2 separate regions of the Mus musculus genome follow, and region 1 is linked to region 2. The links are chromatin contacts, called in public HiChIP or PLAC-seq maps. All regions are on one chromosome and are shown on one strand. The core of a region is the stretch at or near the end of the contact, and the rest is flanking DNA. Distances in the headings are between cores, read along the strand shown. Region 1 holds the start of Synj2 (synaptojanin 2). Region 2 holds the start of Ldhal6b (lactate dehydrogenase A-like 6B).

The links. HiChIP or PLAC-seq counts read pairs in DNA pulled down with a chosen protein or histone mark.
Region 1: a contact with region 2 is called in an H3K4me3 HiChIP or PLAC-seq map of embryonic basal ganglia, with 4 times the contacts expected there. The contact joins the promoter of Synj2 here to the promoter of Ldhal6b in region 2. A contact is called at or near these places in 4 of 39 promoter capture datasets (cranial neural crest, frontonasal cranial neural crest, pre-B cells and 1 more), 2 of 15 datasets of contacts at CTCF or cohesin (large pre-B cells and pro-B cells), 6 of 484 Hi-C or Micro-C datasets (B cells, the G1E-ER4 cell line, bone marrow-derived macrophages and 3 more), 2 of 115 datasets of contacts at active chromatin or transcription factors (embryonic basal ganglia and fibro-adipogenic progenitors) and 2 of 9 other capture datasets (adipose tissue and embryonic stem cells).

Annotation. Positions count from the first base shown.
Region 1 is chr17:5,939,498-5,944,006 of GRCm38.p6, forward strand. Synj2 (synaptojanin 2) reads left to right here and starts at 1,783. Exons shown (of 27, transcript NM_001113353.2): 1 at 1,783-2,080. The coding sequence starts at 1,954. It also overlaps the pseudogene Gm8376.
Region 2 is chr17:5,416,141-5,421,075 of GRCm38.p6, forward strand. Ldhal6b (lactate dehydrogenase A-like 6B) reads right to left here and starts at 2,627. Exons shown (of 1, transcript NM_175349.2): 1 at 1,183-2,627. The coding sequence starts at 2,517. The coding sequence ends at 1,369. The region is part of intron 3 of Tmem242 (transmembrane protein 242); the gene reads right to left. Gm29050 (a long non-coding RNA gene) reads left to right here. Exons shown (of 3, transcript XR_003952361.1): 3 at 1-3,512.

The sequences.
Region 1 (4,509 bases), core at 533-3,032, 520 kb after region 2:
GGATTCAGGGCCCCTAAAGCTCCATGGAGCCAGGGCTGAGGCAGCTGGGGCTGCCCACTGCTCTCAAGAAAGGTGTGGTAACCACGGTATCTGACTATGAAGTATGGAAGCGGGGTGATGAGCTGACCCTAGAGCAGGCCCGTGTCCTGAAACTTTTGTGGGATATACAGTTGGGAAGATTCCAGCAGTTGGACCATGACCTGTTTGAGAGTGCACCAGAGACTAAGGGAGAGTGGGGGGCGGGGGGGGGGGGGGGAGGAAGAGGGAAGGGGAAGGAGGAGAAGGGGTGGAGGGGGAGGAGGGGAGAGGAGCTGACTCTAGGACTTGAGACTAAGGCTTTCTAACAAATTCTTCATCTCCACTGGACCACCCAGGGCTGCTGTCACCCCTCTGGATGGAGCCGCTGTTTATTTTGTTTGGATACAGAAAAGGGAAGGTGGTTGAGGGTGACTTTGTTTCTATAAAGAATAAAATTTTGCCTGTCTCTGCCTCCCTAGTGCTAGGATTAAAGGTGCCGGCCACCCTGCCCAGCCGAGTTTGCTACACTTAATGTTACACGACTTGCATGGGGTGGTGATCTCTCCACTGTATAAAGAAGCTGTGGAGAACCAACCTCCGAAAGCCATGCGCCACTCTTGGTCTTAGCACAGCAGAATGGGGCGGGCGGGCGGCAGAGGAACCCAGCTGTTAGGGTGGCCTGCTGGAAACTTGCGGGTGAGGACCTCTAGAGGCATCACACTAGGAAAGGATGCTCCAAACGCGCCCAAAGGTGCTTCCAGTTCGACCTGGCTGCGTTCTCCCTTGGCTAGCAGACCAATCCTGACCAACCCGACCCAAGGACCAAGAGGCCTTGCCTCGAGTTGCTTGAAGGTTGCAGATCACAGAATACTCATCAATGCTGAGCAAGAACAGGCACTGAGATCCTCAGGTGGGGGTTCCTCACCTGTCACTCTGATAGGCGAGGCCATGTGCATCTCAGCGAGGTCAAGGTCATGTGGTAAAGGGGATAGCAGGGAATAGATGTCTCATCTCTCGGACACAACGCAACACCAGTTTGGGTCGCACAGTGAATTAAAGTCTTCGGTAGAAGGCAGCATTTAAAGAGTGTGTCAGGCACACACACACACACACACACACACACACACACACACACACACCACTCACAAGAACATACTCAATCACCACGGTAGTTTCAGAGTGAAGGCCACTTTGCGTTTCTGCAGTTCCATTCAGGGAGACTGAGGCACAGAACCCAATGGCCCCATCCGGGGTCTCAGGCGTGGGGGTGGGGTGGGCGTGGGAAGAAGTGCTGCGCCGGACAAGCGGTGGCGGCAGGGGTGGGGTGGGGGGTTGCCAGCCCTGCTCAGCCCTCAGCCCCCAGCTACCCATATAAGGCCGCGGGAATCCGGGCAGGGTCCGGGCTCCTGAGGCTCTCCGCGGCTGCAGCCTCCTCCGCGGCGAGGAATGTGTGGAATCTCCTTCGCCCGCAGCCGCCCCCAGCAGGGAGGACCGTCCCGGAGTACTGAGCCCTGGCGAGCTCAAGCCCACCGGGCGCAGTCTGGGTTCCCGCTGTGGCTCGCAGGTGCCTGCCTCGCCGCTTGGGGGAGCGCGGTCGTCGTCGGAGAGGCTGGGCGGCAGCGCCACCTCACCTGCTCGGGGCAGTGCGGCGGGGCCCGGGCGGAGGAGGAGGAGGGAGGGAGGGAGGGGGAGGAGGGGGTGGAGGAGAAAGGAGGAGGAGGAGGAGGCTGTCGTGGTGTTAGGGGAGGAGGAGGAGGAGGAGGAGGAGGAGGAGGAGGAGGAGGAGGAGGAGGAGGAGGAGGAGGAGGAGGAGGAGGAGGAGGAGGAGGAGGAGGAGGAGCCGTGGGCACTGGAGCCCGGCACAAAGTGAAACTCCTGGTAGCCGCACACCCTCGGGCGGGACCTGGTCCCCGCTCTCCTCTGCTCCCCGCGCCCATGGCTCTAAGCAAAGGGCTGCGGCTGCTGGCGCGGCTGGACCCCACTGGCCCGAGCAGCGTGCTGTTGGAGGCGCGGGGCCGCGGCGACTGCCTGCTCTTCGAGGCCGGCGCAGTGGCCACGCTGGGTGAGTGCCGCGCTCCCCGTGCTCCCCACTTGGGCAGCAACGCCGGGGAGGGAGGGAGGGCGGGAATTAGTGAAGGCGAGCGACTTCGCGGAGACCTGAGAACTAGGGGCGCTCGGTTCCCCGACAGGGAGGACCCCGGCGGCTTGGGGATGGCCAGGGGCGCTTGTCCGCGGGAGTACTGGGTGCGGGGGACACCAGAGAGCTGGCACATTTGGCTGGACTAAGCGTCGCGCTCGCCTGAGGGCGGGGATGTCTCGGGGGCGCTCTTCCTGGGGCTTGGGTGGCAGGCGTCTGTTCTTGGAGAGCCAACTGGCTCTGATTTCCGCTCCTGGTGCTCAGTGCCGAAACCTAGCATGTTCTGGACACTCTGAGGAGGGTGCCCTGAGGAGGAGTCCACCTAGTGCTCCCATGCTTGTGCACCTGTTGAATACACCAAAGCAGCATTGCCTTGCCTGAAGGGATGACACGTAGGCACCAAAACAGACTTTGAGAAACGTCGATGGCACCCTTCATTTGTCTCCTATAAATACTCCATCAGAAGCAGGAGTAGAAGCAAATATACTCTCTAGTGACTTTATCTTTATGCTGGGTGTTAGGTGAGGGCAAGCCATTGTATTTCATTGATTGACTTCAGAAATTGTGAGATCAGCATTGTGCTAAGGACTTTAGAGACAAAATCTTACACAACCTTTGCAGTTTTAGCTCGTAATAAAGATAAACAAACTGGGGCCTAAAGAGGCTAAGACACTTGCTCCAGGCAACACAGACTTGTGTGTGGCTATTTTGGTGATGTCATGCGGTGCATGCCTTCCTGGTAAGTCCAACTTCCGGATCCCTAGTTTTGTAATTGACATTTGCAAGAAGATCTAGGTAGCATAAAGCCAGCAGTCAGATAGGATCAGTAAGATTTTAATGATGAGCCTTGAAGGGCAGGTTTAAGACAGTGGGTGTCCAGTTGTCCATCCTCCTGGTGTTCCTAGCTAAACAGGATCACTTATATTTTAGGAGGTAAGAAATGCAAAGCACTCATTTGTAAAGTGTTTTATGACTCCTTTTCTCAGGTTTGGATGTGTCAGCTCAAGCTACGACATCCACATATTTGTGCGTACATACACCATGTCTTAAAGGGGGTGCATCAATTTCTACTTCCTGGACCATGCCATTAATGTGTAATTTATCAAGCTGGGTGTGGTGGAATACAGCCCACGTTCTGGCTATGCAAGGCGGGAGGATCAATGGGAAGATGGATTAAGCCCCAGAGTTTCATACCAGATTGGACAACCTAACCAGACCTCAAAACATGCTGGCCAAATACAGACACAGAAAAGGGAAACAGCAAATATCTGGCTTGCTGTCAGTCACTTGATTAGGGAAGGAGGATTCTGTGTCAAAAGTAGACAGTCGTGGAATAATTATCACATTATTGCAGTTGGAGTTCTGTCCTGAAAAGTCCAAACTTGGTCATTTGTTGCAGCCTTGAAAGAAAACCATGGAAATTTCCACTCCATTTTAGTCATTTACTCCATAACACATTTCTCAGAACCCAAAGATTAAATTTCATGATACAAAGTTACTGTGACTTCAAAGAGGTTAGAATGCCTCTCAGCAATGCCAAGCCATATTTATACCCCAGTGAGAGTGGTTTTGAAGCCACTTGGAACAGGTGTCTCCCATCAGGCAGTTGAGTTTGGGCCACTATGTGTTTACATGGTAGCAATGATGCAGTACTTTGGATTACAGCAGAAGTTGTCATGAAAAGAACTGTCACGTTCTAACCCTCCTCTCCTGTTCTACACTTCTATCTCCCACCTAACTGTCTGCTTTCAGTAGACCACTGGATGGATTACTTGCAGTTTTGGGTTTGTTTTCCATGGTCAACAAAATGAAACTTTTTATTTCTTTTTTTTTTTTTTTAAAGAAATTGTAGCCCTTGCTGATAATGCTGAGAGAGGATTACAAGAGAGCCTTTGTTACTAGAAAGGAAAGTCATTGCTTTGTACTTTTAAAACATCCTAAATGCCTCATTGTTGGGTGGAATAACTCTGAACTTGAAATCGCCACCTCTTCCCAGCGCCAGATAGCCGAGTTACTTTCTTTTCCTTGACCTTTCTTTTTCCCCAAGAAATAAAGCTGGCCGGGGCCTAGCAAACACAGAAGTGGATGATCACAGTCAGTTATTGGATGGGTCACACGGCCCCTAATGGAGGAGCTAGAGAAATTACCCAAGGAGCTAAAGGGAACTGCAACCCTATAGGTGGAACAACAATATGAATTAACCAGTACCCGGGAGCTCTTGTCTTTAACTGCATATGTATCAAAAGATGGCCTAGTCGGCCATCACTGCAAAGAGAGGCCCATTGGACTTGCAAACTTTATATGTCCCAGTACAGGGGAACGCCAGGGCCAAAAAGGGGGAGTGGGTGGGTAGG
Region 2 (4,935 bases), core at 1,377-3,876:
AATCTTCATGAAGACAACTTAGAAATAAAAAGTGAACATGTAACTTTCTGAGAAATACAATCTCACTGAGGCTTACTGAAATGCCAGGTCTCAGGACACAGTTCAGAAGCTTCGGTTTCTGTCACAGAAGGTAACTGAGCAGCAGGGTCACTCACTCAGGTCAAGGCCACCGTCAGCCTAATGTCTACAGTACAGACAAACCCTTGAACAGCAATTATATCTGAAAATTGTAGGGCTGCCTTCCAGCACTTTCTGAGCATGAGGGACCCTAGAAGTAGGGAAGGGGATAAAGAGTGAGGGCGTTATAAAGATCATACCGGACTTGAATAGGAGGGCTCTGTTTCATTCTCCCTGCAGATGGCATCCACCTTTTGGCTCTCCCCTTACTGTTCTACAGTATATGGACTTATTTTTATGGAGTATAAGTCTGATTTGAGGTAGTTGTGTTGAGATGGAAAATCATGAGCCATCTGGGCCTCCTCTGTAGGGCTCAGACCCGCCCAGCAAGAACCATTTGTAATGTGTATCTCCATTTAACAAGACAACAGGTTCCCAGCAGTTCTCAAAGGCTTTTACTAAACCGGGCTTCATTTGTATAACTGCAATCCCAGGATGCTCTGTATCCTTGCTAAGCCAATGGCAGCACCTGTTCTGTGCAGCCAATCAGTCCTTCCTATAGCCAAAGTACCATGGCGGATGTTAACCTGAGTCTGCTACACAAGAATAATGGACCAATTCTCCTCACCCCCCACCCCCATCTCCTCTCCCTCCTGACTTTTCTCTCCCACTTGCTTTTCAAACAGCTGCAGTCTCCATTTCATGATGTCTTAAAAAAAAGATTTTTAAGTGTGTTGGCTGCACGTATGTGTTGTACCATGTGGGCTCTGGGAACTTAACCTGGACCCTTGCAAGAACAGTAAGCCCTATCCTTCTTCCTTCCTGTTCCCTTTATCAATGTCTTGATAGTTCAGCTGGCAGTCTGTCCGAGACAATGAAGGCAGTCTCAAAATGTATCACATAAAAACCTGTGTACATATTTTTACTTTTAAATGTAGGAGTTACTTTCTAAAATGGCATGTGAGCGGATATGCATGTGAGCCACCCAGATGGATTAGGACAGTACACACACTTATGAAAGTTAGCCGTTTCCTTCATGTCACACCAACAGGCAAAAACCAGTACTTCTAACACCAAGAATACCTTTAATGCCGGCACCCAGAAACTGTGAAAAAGCAAAGTCACCCAGCCTCTGGATGCTACACAACAGGAGACCTAAACAAGAGACCCTCCAGCTTTCGGAACCCCCGCTTCACCCCACACTTGGCCGTGCACTGCGTTTTCTGTCTTCGGTATCTTTAGAAGGGTGACTTAAAACTTAATATCTTTCTGGATTTTCCAAATAGTCTCTGCGCTCTTTACCATCTGGGCCTCCTCTGTAGGGCTCAGCTTTACCTTTATGATATCAGATATGCCACTCTCTCCCAGGATACAAGGCACGCTGAGGAACACCTCCTCTTTGATTCCGTAGAGACCTTGGATTTTGGTGGTAACTGGATGCGTCTTCCTGAGATTCTTCAGGATACTCTCTGCAATATCAGTTACAGACAGGCCAATGGCCCAGGAAGTATAACCTTTCATTTTGATAATATTATAGGCACTGGCAATGACTTCTTTGTGGACATCGCCCCATTTCTCGGGGTCTTTGCTTGTTCCTATAGCTGAATTCAGCTCTCTCAGCGGCACGCCGGCGATGTTCACACCACTCCACACAGGGACACTTGAATCTCCATGCTCTCCAAGGACCCACCCGTGGCAGCTTTCAGAGTGGATCCCAAGCCTCTGCCCGAGCATGTAACGGAAGCGAGCTGTATCTAGGTTACAGCCGCTTCCAATAATACGGTTTTTGGGAAACCCACTCAACTTCCAGGTTACGAAAGTTAAGATATCCACTGGATTGGAGACAACAATAATTTTGCAGCGAGGGCTGTGCTTGATAATTTCCGCAACCATTGCCTTAAAGATGGTTACGTTTCGCTGGACTAAATTCAGGCGTGTCTCATTTTTCTCTTGGCGTGCACCCGCTGTGATAATCACTACCTCAGAGTTGGCAGTGACACGGAAATCCTTGCTGCAAACAATATTTGGCATTTTCATGAAGACACTGCCGTGCTGAAGATCCATCGTCTCACCCTTCATTTTTTCTTCATTATTATCAACAAGGGCGAGCTCGTCAGTCAAGCCTTTCGCTATGATGCCGATGGCACAGGCCATGCCGACTGATCCAGTTCCTACAATGGAGACCTTGTTGTGGAGAACGGGCTCTTCGGAGCTGATGTGCTGGATAAGTTCACCCTTCACGGTCGCCATGGAGGACGTGGGCGTGAGGCTCCACCAGGCCCGGTTGGGAGGGACACGTTGCACCTGACTGGGCCATAGAGCTATGCCAAAGCCCTTGAAATCTACCCTGGTTGTACTCACTCTTCTGCTGGCTCTCAAGATGCTTGTAGCCCAGGCCATGGCTGCGCACTCAGGTGGAGGAAGTGAACAGGGTGAGGAAGACAGTTGAGGCCACAACGGCGGCCGTTGCTAGGCAGTACAGACGCGGCCCTCCCTCCCACTGCGGCTGCGCAGTTCCCTAACTGTGCTGCATGGGCTTAGCGCACAGACTGGGTCTTCTTGCTCCTACACCTGCAAGCCTGCACCATGGCTTTATAAAGCGCTTCCATTTCCAGCAAGGACATACTGTAGTTTGTTTTACAAACCCATATTCTTTACTATTGCTATATAAAGCCCAACCCAGAACCCTTGAAGTATTTGTTTGCTGTTCTTAGGGTACATAGCAAGAAGATTGGTTCTGGCAACTCCAGATAAAAATGAGGCTAAAATCTTGAACCACAACAAGGAGGGCTGTGCTGTCTGTCAAGAGGCAGTTTGGCTGGAGAAATGGGCTCTTGGTTCGGTGTATCCAGCAGGAGAACCGTTTGTTAAGGAAGGATTTTTATCTGTATCCTAACCATGGTGCATACCCGTGAAAGGCAGCAGGAAGGAGGGGCAATCTGGTCTACACCGGAAGAGCACGCCCCTTCTTTCTCAGGCCAAAGGAAAGCCTGGGATTGCATGCAAATTAAACAGCAAAATGGCTCAGTGGTTAAGAGCGCCTAGCGCCCTGTAGAGGATCCTGATTGGTTTCTCAGGACCCCACATCACGTGGCTCACAGTTGTCTTTAGCTCCAACTTCAGAGACACTGGATAGCCTCTGTGGGCACATAGTCCACATGGTAACAGAAATTCCACGGTCTCTCACACACATTCACATAAACAAATATATATATACATACACCACACAAATCAAAACAATAATCTTTCCCTAAGCCCTCCAATTTCTTATGGAAAAAGATGGCCCTTAACCCTCTATAAAATGAAGGTATCTTTGAAATGACATTTTAACATTTAGCCGATGGTTACATTAGATTCTTACTGAAATAGTGAAATAAAGTTCCCTGGCAAACCTGGCATGAGTGTATCTTATCTCGTCTGTGGGTTTCAGGACAGTCTTGTGAACTAATTTCAAATTCTGAGATGTAAATGTTGCACTTTTATGAAAACTCTAATAAACTACAAAAGCCCCAGTACACATGATGGCATTTTCTCTCCACTAATCAACTCTGCCCACGTGATGAACACTCAGCTCTCCCAAATGAGGGGCCCCGGGTCAGGGAGCCCTTTTATCGTTTGTAATTTCTCAATTTTAGGATGTTGAGCCCTGGCAGAAAAAAAGTATTTTATAGACTTGAAGAGGAGCTCTTTCCTCCACTGCTGGACTGCAGCCAGGAAAGCAGGTCCCAGCAGAGAAGCTGGGAAATTGTCAGCAGAACCCTTAGCCTTGTAATTTGCTGATGGTATTCCATGGTTTCAAGCCAGAAGGGCTGCCTGGAGGAAACAGCCACCATGACACATGGTTTAACACAGTTAAATTCCCTCCACACTGACAATCAGATTTATGGCAGCAAGCTGTCAAAAGCTGGAATTTAAAAGGAAAAGTACCTGCCCCACCCCCCCATCTTCACTGAATGGTGGGCAGCATTTAGAGGGGCCGTGTAAAATGGCCCACATGGTCCTGCTTCTTTGTTCCACTTCCCACTTGAGAGGTTTAGCCTGACAGCTGTCCCCACCTCCTTTCTGGAATGACTCTTCTGACCAGTCAAGCTGTTTTCCAGGATGAGTGCTCTCGAGTGTGAGATTCAAGGACATAAAGACTCTTTGCTGGACTGCGGCTTCTGTCCACAGTCATTTTCTTTCTAGAGACTGAGCCTCTTCAGAAACACAATCCTTATGGCAGATATCTCTTCAGCCTTTCCCCTCAGTCACAACTAAATCAATTTGGAGAGTGAAAAATGACAATATTGTAAAATAAAGAATACCCCAAACAAAGCAGCTTTTTATTTATAGTAAGTCTCCCACTAAGAAGGCAAGCATGGACACAGGGAAATGTTCAGGGCCCTGAGCAGATGGAGGACTACTCAAGGACGCACACAGAAAGATGTTGCCAGATAGTGCCTACCGGCCTTCCATCTTAGGTGGCTCGTTACTCCTTTCAGGTGGAGACCTAATTCAAATTATCTATTAAAAATGAAATGTAATGTTATAGTTGAGTCAGGATGATACCTTCGTGCTTTTGGTTACATCTCTTAGGACACAGAAGTCGGGAATCAGGAGCAGCAGCATGTATCCAGACCGTCCACAGTTGCCACCATGCTGCCGTCTTCAGTCACTCCACCTGGACTCTTCTGGCCAGCAATGGAACCTCCTTTTCAATTTCTTCAGAGTCTAGCAACACCATCCTACTGCAGACCGCTCTCAGTCCTTCAAGCCGAGCTAGGTTTTAAAACCCCTGCATCAGCAATGCGCTTTGTAGCCCATTACATGATGTGTTAT